3 separate regions of the Rattus norvegicus genome follow, and regions 1 and 2 are each linked to region 3. A link is a contact called in public Hi-C data. All regions are on one chromosome and are shown on one strand. Each heading gives the region's core, a stretch centred on a gene start, on an enhancer-like site or on the middle of the called end of the contact. The rest is flanking DNA. Distances are from core to core; before and after follow the strand shown. Region 1 overlaps LOC108348536 (a long non-coding RNA gene). Region 2 holds the start of Jarid2l1 (jumonji and AT-rich interaction domain containing 2 like 1). Region 3 overlaps LOC102551899 (a long non-coding RNA gene).

Evidence for each region. Hi-C and Micro-C count contacts between places; a contact is called where the count stands out from the background.
Region 1: a Hi-C map of liver shows a contact between it and region 3, with 3 times the contacts expected there. The contact joins two enhancer-like sites. A contact is called at or near these places in 3 of 12 Hi-C or Micro-C datasets (Schwann cells, kidney and liver).
Region 2: a contact with region 3 is called in a Hi-C map of liver, with 3 times the contacts expected there. The contact joins the promoter of Jarid2l1 here to the enhancer-like site in region 3. A contact is called at or near these places in 5 of 12 Hi-C or Micro-C datasets (Schwann cells, frontal cortex, kidney and 2 more) and 1 of 1 datasets of contacts at active chromatin or transcription factors (oligodendrocytes).

Annotation. Positions count from the first base shown.
Region 1 is chr17:20,483,994-20,487,264 of GRCr8, reverse strand. The region is part of intron 1 of LOC108348536 (a long non-coding RNA gene); the gene reads right to left. Among named protein-coding and RNA genes, the nearest start is that of RGD1596092, 280 kb to the left of the region's middle. Within about 2 kb of position 1,999, at least 3 of the 93 cell types and tissues checked have an H3K27ac peak or open chromatin away from gene starts, as enhancers often do. A contact at or near this core is called in liver, where this site is marked.
Region 2 is chr17:20,160,784-20,164,560 of GRCr8, reverse strand. It overlaps Jarid2l1 (jumonji and AT-rich interaction domain containing 2 like 1), which reads right to left and starts at 2,263. Exons shown (of 3, transcript XM_063276985.1): 1 at 2,142-2,263; 2 at 225-1,885. The coding sequence starts at 2,263. The coding sequence ends at 1,231. It overlaps Jarid2 (jumonji and AT-rich interaction domain containing 2), which reads left to right and starts at 2,591. Exons shown (of 18, transcript NM_001427247.1): 1 at 2,591-3,160. The coding sequence starts at 3,116.
Region 3 is chr17:21,032,890-21,036,383 of GRCr8, reverse strand. LOC102551899 (a long non-coding RNA gene) reads left to right here. Exons shown (of 4, transcript XR_010059143.1): 2 at 311-427; 3 at 1,773-2,757. Among named protein-coding and RNA genes, the nearest start is that of Cd83, 78 kb to the left of the region's middle. Within about 2 kb of position 1,478, at least 52 of the 93 cell types and tissues checked have an H3K27ac peak or open chromatin away from gene starts, as enhancers often do. A contact at or near this core is called in kidney and liver, where this site is marked.

The DNA of each region.
Region 1 (3,271 bases), core at 750-3,249, 550 kb after region 3:
TACTCTCTCGCTTTCTCTTTCTCTCACACAAACACACACACACACACACACACACACACACACACACACACACACACGCCCAGGCTAGCCTTGACCTTGAACCCTTGACTCTCCCCCATCCACATCCCAAGTTCCATGACTACAGGCCTGTGAGTTCCATTGTGACCATTTATTTAATTACTTGTTTATTTATATATCTACTTAGTTATTTTGATTTCATTGAGACAGGGTCTATTTTGTAGCCTAAGCTAGCCTCAAACCCACTATGTAGCCCAGGGCCCAGGCTAGCTTCAAATTTAGGATTCCCCTGCCTCCGTCTTCCAGATGATGGGATTATATGCTGTTACTGAGCTTCAATTAACAATATATGCAAACGTGTACTCTTTCCTTCTTGTCTGTGGTATTGGAGATGGAATCTAGGGTCTCATTCATGCTAGGCAAGCACTTGACCATTAAGTCAGCCCTCTTTTACTTCTTTTCCTCCTTCTGTTTATTTGAAACAGCATCTTACTAAATTTCCCAGGCTGGCCTTGAACTTGCTGTGTAGCCCAGGAAGACCTTGAACTTGGACCCCTCCAGCCTCACCCTCCTGGGTAGCCTCAATTGCAGGCTTACAGACGCTTATTCTTATTCCATACGTGATTGACGTCTCATTCTGCAAACCAATGTAGGCAGATGGTTCAGCCCCTCCATGCCTACTGAGACACAAGGAGAAGCACATGAGACAGTGGAAGGAGAACGGAACAGCCAAGAAGAAAGACCGGTTCATCATTTTTATAGATGTCCACTTTAGCCTGGGGATGGCTGCCCCTAGACTTCATTCCATGAGACAGAAATACATGTTTACTAACAGTCATTGTCACTTGCGGTTTTCTGATAATCTACCAGACACTCTTCCAAGTACTACAGATACAGAAGTCAGCAAGAAGCACATGGTCCCTGCTCTTGTCCAACCTGCATCCCAGGGTAGGCTAGAGGCAACCACCCTACAGTGTGCAGGCTGCTGAGAAATATGAACTGGGTAAGGAAGTCAGGATAGAGACCTTCATGATGGTGGGAGACCTGAACAGGCGTTAGTTCTGGGGATGGGAAAAGGCATGGGGTTGAGGGCAAGTACAGTTCCCTGAGGCAGGAGCATTACTGATGTTCTGGGAACAACATGAGATTCCATTAGCCTCGTCAGGAGCAAAGCCTTTACAGGCCAGGTCAGAGAATTACGAAGGAACAAAATTAAATAGGGACTCAATTCTTTTTTTTTTTTACTTCTTCTTTTTGAGACAAGGTAGCCGAAGTTGGCCTTGAACTTCTGATCCTCCAGACTCTACTTCCTGGTTGGATTTGTAAACATCTGCCGACACACGTGGTTTTAGATGGGGATTTTGAGGGCGTGGTGGGCTCTTCGGTTTTATGCAGAATGAGCAGGATGGACCTCGAGTTTCCAGCGCACATCTTTAGAAAATCGCTCTACCTGATGTGGAATAGGGGTTAGGGGCTGGATTCAGAGACTGATGTGATAGTCCAGGAGAATTTATTGGTGACCTGAACCAGGGTAGCAGTAAAGAAGGCAGGGAAGAAACCAAACCCCCATCCCCAGGTCATCTGCAAAGCAGAGGTTTTGAGGTTTGTCCCAGCTCGGGATGTAGGCTAGGTCCAAAGGCCTTGTCTTCTTGTAGGCATCCTGTGCCCGTTTCATATAGAAATGAAAGAATAATTTGCCCAAGATGACACAGCAAAGAAATTCAGAGCCAGAAACCAAACCAGGATGTGTTTGTTTGAGAGCATGCCCTCGCCTCCACCCCGGCCTCCTGCTCACTTGGACAACTTCCAAGTTGGATCACATGGAAATATCATAGGTCAAGACAGCCAGATCCCACATGCCTGGCCTGTACATAAATCAAAAACAGGACAAAAGGACGTGGCTGGATTAGTACCATATACTCGTGTCATGATTCGTGTCACGGGAAGCACAAGACCAGAGCTATACCCTGGGACACAGACAAGCACTTGACCCTGGCAACAGGCTTTACCAATTGGGCTTTAGTAACAGCCTGGGATTGCTAAAATCTGACCAAATGACTCTACTCTTCGGCAGAGACTGCCAGATAATTCATCATCACAGAGTACTCAAAGGGTCAGAATGCTAAAGTCAAACCCACCACGGAGGGGACTCCAAAAAAAATCATATGTTTTCAAGTGTTAGGGTTATTTTTATCATAGCCTGACCCAGAAATGTTGAAGCTGATGGTAGGAAGGTTTTCTGTCAACAACCTCCGTGGAAGAGTTCACTCCTTATTCTACTTGGAATTTTCTAGCTGGGAAGCTTTCTCAACGTGACACAACGACTCGAGTGTGTTTGTGTTGTGGAAGCTTTGTAGAATAGGTACACACATGCACACACGTGCACATACACACACACACATACACAAACACACACACAGAACATGATAAGTAGTTAATCACGACGCTAACACAGTTTTGAAACTTTTCAAAAATCTCAGGGTAATGAGTCACCAAAATTCCATAATATAAGATATTTTGGGCTGGAGAGATGGCTCAGCGGTTAAGAGCACTGACTGCTCTTCCAGAGGTCCTGAGTTCAATTCCCAGCAACCACATGGTGACTCACAACCATCTGTAAAGAGATCTGATGCCCTCTTCTGGTGTGTCTGAAGATAGCTACAGTGTACGCATATACATAGAATAATAAATAATTTTTAAAAAAAAGATATTTTGATAGGAACCAAGGTTCCTTTGCTAATTTTCAAATTTCCTATTACAAAAATTAAAGAGTCTAGCCGTCAACTTCTTTATCTTCCCCCTCCTCCTTTATTATCTCTTTCTTCCTCTTTTCTCCCCTCCTGTGTCTCCTCTTTCTCTCTCTCTCACTCTCTCTCCCTCCCTGCCTCCGTCTTTTTTGCTGTACAGCCTCCCAGACCCCCAGAGGTCCAACTGTTAAGAACACCAATTTCCGGCTGAGGGCTCACTCGCAGAGAGTGAAGGCTAACTGACACCAGAATTTATTGCCCCCAAAAAACAACCTTCTCAACTCAAAGCAAAACCATAATTAGGGGCGAGGAGACACTCCCTGTTAACCGGTGTGAAAGAGTGATTTACAATGCGTCCTCCCTCCCGGCAGAAGGCCCTTGGCAATCACAAATACAGGTTTTTGTGTATTCAGAGGCAAAGCGCAGAGGAGCAGAAGAGAGTTAAAAGGACATTCTGCACAGGACGTGTGCCTCTTTCCACTGAATTTACCCCATAAAGCCACAAC
Region 2 (3,777 bases), core at 1,014-3,513, 870 kb after region 3:
AAGGACAATCCATTTTCCTTTACAAGGAAAACAACACTAGCATTATCTAAGCCCTTATGGAAATGAGCAAATTCCTCCTCTATAACCCCTTAGGCCTCCACTACACTAACAGAATGGTTTCTCCTACTGCCTGTGACTAGGAGTTGGTAAGTCTGGCAGGAGACTTCGCAGGCCCAGGACTGAGGACCCCAACTTGGCCCACAAGAAACCTACAAGAAACTCACCTTTGTTCTTTAATAATTGCCTGGGTCTGACAGACATGACATGAAATTTACGCAGAGCTGTTTAAAATCATAACGATGTGGAGAAAGCAGACACCTCTAGTGAGCAGGTTATAATGAACAGAATGGGTTTGGAAATCACCTTGTGGCAAGACGACTATAAAGTTACTTGGGTGGTCAAAACCCAACTGTAAAAGAGAATGCATTCGACCATTCCGACCAAATGGAAACAATGTACAATTTGTGCAACATTTAGGACACACGGGCAGTTAATTTTTTTCCGGATTGTAAAATGAACGTGTTTTAGAAACTTAAAAAAAAAAAGACTAATAATGAGGTATGTATATATTTTTAAGTAAGGGAGTCATGTCAACGCATAAAAGAGTCCAGTTACCTGCCTGGTTCTAAACTAGGTTTTTGTTACTTTAGAATCCTCGTAAGCTTTGGCCAGAGTCAACTTGTAGATGTGGAAACTGTGAGAAGCTTCGGAAAGCCATTGCTTACTTGTCTGAAGTGGTCACTGTGCCATTTGAACCCATAGGTGTTAACTCGCTTTTTTGGAACTTTCTAGACACCACGACTGTTGCAACTAATACGCAGTGGTCGTGACTCGAGTGCTGAACTGCCGGGAACCGGAGGAAGAATACAATGTGCATGCAGGTGGAGGGGAGAGGCTCCAGCCTTTTCGTTTTTTCCTGAGGCTAGCCAGTCAGATTTGAAAAACAGGACCTTGAAGACCATAGGTTAGAACCAGGAAATTAGCGCAGAAGCTGCCGTGAGACTTGATAAAGTTACTGCGAGTGCGAATGCCCCAGAGAGCGACAGCAGGGCCTGCGATCCATTGATCTGAGCGACTGGCGAGCCTGGGCAGGGGCTGGGGCAGGTAAGGCTGTGGGGCACAGACCGTTGGTCTTTTGGGCACTCAGTGTTCGAGACGTTTCCTTACGGTCGGCCTGTGTGTGGTTCGGTCTCCATATTCCGCGGATGTTTTCACCTCAGCGTTTGAGTCTCACTCGCGGACAGCCCTAGTCTTGAGGGTAAAGACCCCCTTAACCGTCTTCAGAGACGGCGGGGCTTCACCTCCGAGCCACCAGCGCTGGCCTAGTGTCGCGCCGGCCGGAGATACGCGGGCTGGCGACCACGAGGCCGCGTGCCTAGCCCAGAGGCTGCCCTCCCTTCCGCTCCGCGCGTGGGCTCGCGTGCGGCCGCCGGCCGGCGTTAAGCCGTGACCTCGGACCACCCCGGCCGGCCGCGCGGCGTTTGCTCGGCACACGGGCGCTGTCCTGAGGTGACACCGCCTGCAACGGCAGAAGCAGCAGACGCCGCCGATCAGCGAGTTCGCACCGAGGATTCCTCTTGGTGCGTGGCCCAGTTTTTTTTTTTTTTTTTTTTTGCTTAGGACCCGCTCCAAGCCCTCGCTGACACCGCCCCCCGCGCCGCCACGCTCCGAGGCCTTCCCCGGGGAAGCCTGGCGGCTTTCCCTCGCGGGCCCGCGGCGCGCTCTCGCGCGCGATTCCTCGATTCCACAGGCGGTTCGCGCCCGGGGTGGGGGCGGGGCGCGCGGGGCCGGGCCGGCGGCCCGCGGGGAGGGGACTGGGGGCGGGCCGGCGTGGGGAGTTCCTCGCTCCCGGACCACACGCTCCGCGGGCCAATCCCGAGCCACCCTCTAGCAGTGTCGCACGCGGGACACGTCCAAGCGTTTGTTGGCAGGGCTGGGGAAGGGGGAGGGGGAGACCTCAGGGAAGGGAGTTGAGTGACAGGAGGTGTGGGGCACGCTGGGAATTGTAGTTCTTAGCTTCCGTGGCCATAGCCATTTTGTAGTCAAGGGACTACAACTTCCAGAAGATCAAGGGGACTATTCTAAGGTGCCCCGGGAATAGGCGGCTCTCCCCCGGGCCGGGCGTCCTGGGGCAGTGGTACCCTGCTGCCCGGCTGCAGGTAGACGTGAGGGCAGTGGCGAAGGCTTGCATGCGGCGACTGTTGGGTGAGCGGACTGCCGGGGGGAAAGGGGCTGAGGTGGAGCGACCGAGCGTGCCATGCATTGAGCTAGGGAGCCTCTCTCAATTCCAGGACTGGGCTCGGCATGGGAGAGGCGCCTGACGGGCGGCCCGCAAAGGATTCGCTGAGGCCTCTCCGGGGTCTCGTCGACGGGGCTGCGGGAGTTCTCTGCACTGGGCCAGGGTTTGTGGGCAAAGGGTAGGCAGGCGTGCGGGGGCTCAGCTGTGGGAGTTTTCGGCTGGCGAGAGATGGCGAATTAGCCGAGGAGCCCTAACTTGTATAAAAGCAGAGTCCATTTAAAGTTGGGCTGGATAGCCTCTCTCTCATTGGTTAGGGGGCTTGGAAAAAAGAGACTCGGCGAGCCCTCCGCTGTGGTGCTGCCGCCGCCGCCGCCGCCGCTGGAGTTGACTCTTCTGCTCGCACTGCTGCTGCAGCACAAACGTGACTTCCAACGTTTTAAATTTATCTTTCCTTTTTCTTTTTCAAGATGTAACTACAGATCAGATGCTAAGGACCTTCACGTTTCGCTGATGTAGTTTTTGGAAGAAAAAGGGGGGGAGTGAAGGGCGTCGGTTTTTTTTTCTTTTTTTCTTTTTTTTTGTGTCTGTTGTATGTTTCGGGGGAAATTTTCCATTATGAGTGTTTTACTAAAGTGAATTTTTCTTGTTTGCTTCGTTCGTCTTTGGCTCTTTTTATTTTTTTTCTTTTATCCTTCTCAATTTCGGATTTATTTCAAGGCGAATCTGGCTTTGGGGGAAGAGGAAGAAAAGTCGGATTACAAGATCAACCACCACCACCAACAATAAAAACCACCAGGATATTTTTTTGCAAATTTCTGACGGCTTTAAATTCATGAAGCAATTGTCCCCTTTTGCAATCAGCATTTGGATCTCAGAATGAGCAAGGAAAGACCCAAGAGGAATATCATTCAGAAGAAATACGTAAGTGCTCCTAACAACACATCCTTTGGCTTGCAGTTTTAAGCGATGGCTGTGAATGTCAAGTTTATAGATAATTCTGCAGCTGAAAGGTTCTAAACGTAGCGTCCGATAAGGCTCTTTCTTTTTCCGAAAGGGCTTTTCAGGCAAAGTCGTGTCTGCCTAGTTTGGTTGAGAAAACAGACTGGTGTACAGATACCTCAAGTATATAAATTGACCTCGAATGACACAACGTTAATGTACTTTAGATGAAAGGCAAGGGGTTTTGGTGGAGGTTGGGGTTCTGTGTGTGTGTGTGTGGGGGGGGGGGGCTGCAGTGATCTAACTGCATTCTCGGGAGGATTTGGCCCCATATTGCACTTTGCATACAAATGAGCCGGTTATTAGTGTTATTTGGAAAATCGTGTAAGGTGTGTGTGTTGGAAGCTCTTTAAGTTGCAATTCAGAGTACGATTATGGCGATCTTGCACATTTAATATATGTGGCCGTTTTTGGCTTATCTAGTTTGCAACATAACCCAGTTGGGAATTATGTTACAGGGAATGCATTTATTGGTATTGACTTTTATAAAGAGGCTGGTTTTGATTCTAAAAAGAAATCATGGTTTCTAGTTTGAGGGG
Region 3 (3,494 bases), core at 229-2,728:
CTGCTGCCTAGAACTCAATACATATTCATGGACTCAAAGTGCATACCAGCCAGGATCTTCGGAGTACTGTACTTAAAAAATAAATCAGATTTGCAGAAATATAATTACTGGACAGGACTTAGTGGGTCTACAAGGCCTGTTGTATCAAGTAATGGATAAACTCAGGGGTTAACATACACATAGGAGAGTTCTCAAGGTTAGCTACCTCCCCCCTTCTTGTGCAGTGTGTGTGTGTGTGTGTGTGTGTGTGTGTGTGCGCGCGTGCGTGTCTTATGTCTCCTTCCAGTTGACCAAGTTCCCTCTCTCATAGGCACAAGCTTGACATGCTGTGTTGGGAAAGAGTGAGGTCTCCACGTTGATGAAAGGCAGGGCTACTCTCAAGGAAGAGTCTTGGAAGAGCCCCTAAACTGCTTCCTGCTCTTGACAGGTAGGTCATTTCCACCACCCTCAGGGGCAATCTAACCCTGAATGAAGATAAAATTCACGACTAGAAAGTCACCCCTCCAGTCGAGTAGGATGGCTGGATCCTGGAGGCTGGGCCATTTTTGCCTATGTAAGAGCATCCGACAACAGTGTGACAGCTTCTAGTCCTTCAAAATGCCCTCAGGTACAGGAATGGGTTAGACGTTCTCAGGGGGGCAATCCTGGATTTGTTACAGAGAGGTCAATATGCAAGGGGAACCATGATCAGAAGGGAGAGAGGGAGAGAGGCCATTCACAAGAAACAATGTGCTTGGCCCTGAAAACCAGGAGAACCCCTTGGAGACTGAGCTTGTTAGAGGCCATTCTGATTCCCTCCATCCGACATTGTGTAGTGTGGTCAGCTCAGCGTTCAAGGGTGGGCTGGTTTATGTCAACACGGTGGGATTACCACAAAAGTCATTCTTTGTACTGGGGAAAATGAAAACCAACTAAGTTAACATTTTTCCCCCTGTGACCCAATTCCTGGCTTTCTCTGCTTTGTCCTCCTCTGACCAGTCCTTTAGGCTCTGTGAGGTGTTGATGCTCATTTGTAGCAATAAGTTTTATGGCATTGAGCCACTGACTAGGGGTATCTTTATTCTGTTTTAACCCACTAAGAATCTAGGGGACAGACTGGTTGCTAAGGCTTTGGTAAAGCAACAAGTGACTGACACAGGAGGACAAGGACACGTCCCTTCTGCCATCTCCTCATTCACTCGCTGTCCCCCAGGGGGTTTCTACTAAAGATCTGGTTCCCCAGCTCCAAAGCAAGGTCGGAACTCCAACCACCATCCCCAGCCACTCCCCCAGCCAGCTTGCTCTGCGCAGGCAGAGCCTTCCACGCCTTCCCGGAGTCTCCAAGCGCACGCGCCACTTGACTAGCGCTGTCATTGGCTGCTGCCTGTTGCTAACCCACGTGACCGGCTCCGGCACGCTCCGCCCCTGCTCCTGCTAGCCTAGTGCGTTCCTGCGGACGTGCGCTGCTGCCTAGCCTCTGCTGGATGCTGCTAACTGTCGTCCGCGATGCAGCCGCCGGCCACAAGGTGGCAGTGCCGTGCTGCGTGTCTACACGCCCCTGGCTGCGCAAGACCAGCCTGGCAAAAGTTTTCCAGTCTTCCAGCAGATGCGCCCAGGCCTTGAGTCCTCCGGGGCGAGACGGAGGCAGGGGGTGGGGGAAACGCCGATGTCCCGGGATGATTTGCAAGGCATGCATTTGTTGTCACGAGCTCGGAGAAACAGTTTCGGGGACCTGTCACAGATGCAAAGTCTGTTGATATTTCCAGGAGTGTTTGGTTTGGTTTTGGCTTTAGGGACCGTACACCAAGCATCGATTCTAGAGGAGGCGAACAGCACTGACAGCTATTCTTTGTCTCTCGTCTGGGCTTTGCACGGAGCTCGACGTCGTTTCCATGGGTGAGAAATACCACTGCCACTACCTTGATAGCGTTCCTGCCTCCATGGTTCCTGACCTGCCTAGAAAGGGAGGACCCTGGAGACTCTTGTTCTACAGCTGTCCTCAGGATACCCTTAATTCCCAGGCGCAGGGATAAGCTTGTCTGACCCCATTTGACCCCGCCGCAGGCGCCAGGCGTCCTCATTTATTGTGAGGCCTAAGAGTCCTCAAGGCTGCCTGCCTACTCCCCCGTCCCCGCCCCCCCCCCCCCCCCCCCGCCAACCACCACCCACCACTCTCCTTGTCCTGTGGGGGAGTCATATGCCTCCTTCCTGTTGTCTAAGCTTCCCTCTTCCATAGGCACAAGCCTGCCCCTCTGCGTTTTTTACTTTAAAACGGGTGTTCTGAGGATTGTCTCTAGTTCAGGTGATGTGAGAGAACTAGGTCTGAGGGAGGTAGACGGCAACATTAGTGGGGATCGGTGCTGCATTGCTAAATGTGGCGCAGGGAAGGGAAACACATCTGGGATTCCACGGGGCAGCAGCAGATCTGTCACTTGGGCAGAGCCTTTGAGCGCTCTCAGGTAATTTCCAGATATCTATTGTTTGCTTTAACCTGACATTCATTTGCATCTGACTGAGTCTGGAATTTTTGCTGGGACCCTGACTGGGCAGGCTATTTCTATTCCCTCCTGCCTATGCTCCCAGGAGAGGTGGAGACTGTCTTGGGTTTGGCTTGGAGGATGTCGATATGCCTCATTTTCAAACTAAAGATCTAGAAGAGACCAGCAAGAAACAGCACAGAGTCTACGTAGGTGGATACCAGAGAATCGCCTGGAGAGATTTACAGGTGTGTTCTGGACTTTGGGAACCGTGGACACACAGAACCAGCTACCTGTTTCGGTGAGAGAAGTTGGAGATGGGACTGGGGAGGAGTTGGGAGGGGAGGGGTGGGAGGGTTGCTAAACAGCCTTTGTTTCTAAGAGTCAGCAAAACGCAGGTATGCTAACTTCCCCCGGGAGCAGGTGAGTACCACACACCAGGACCCCTTCACCAGAAGGGAGATCTCCAGCAATGGGAAGAGAATTGAAAACCCCACAAGATTACTCCCCCAGGAGTGAGAGCCAGCATGAATGTGTTGCCACAGATATACCAACATTCAGGAAGAGTTGAACCTATAGGCCTACTGTGGTCTGAATGCTCTCCCATTCCCTAATGTATGTTGGAACCCAATACATAATGAGATCATATTAGGAGGTGGGGCCGATGGAGAAGTGATTCAGTCATGATTACAGGACAAGTGCCCTTATAAAGGAGGTAATTAGAAAGTGTCGTTCTTGGCCCCTTCAGTCATGTGAGGAACACCCACATTTCATCACCTATTCCAGCAAGGAGTGGACGCTCACCAGACACCAAATCTGCCAGCACCTTGGTCTTCAAATTCCCACCCTCCAGAACAGTGAATGAACAATGCATTCTTTGCTCTTTAAGTTTCCCCGTCTAAGATGTTTTGTTACAGAAGCCACATAGACTGTGACAGAAGCCTGAGTCAGAGACCAGTGATTGGCAAAGCAGAGGAGAGAGAAGCTGAAGCAAAGATACGGCAACCAGGAGATCACACACCGGAGCCTACCTCCTCC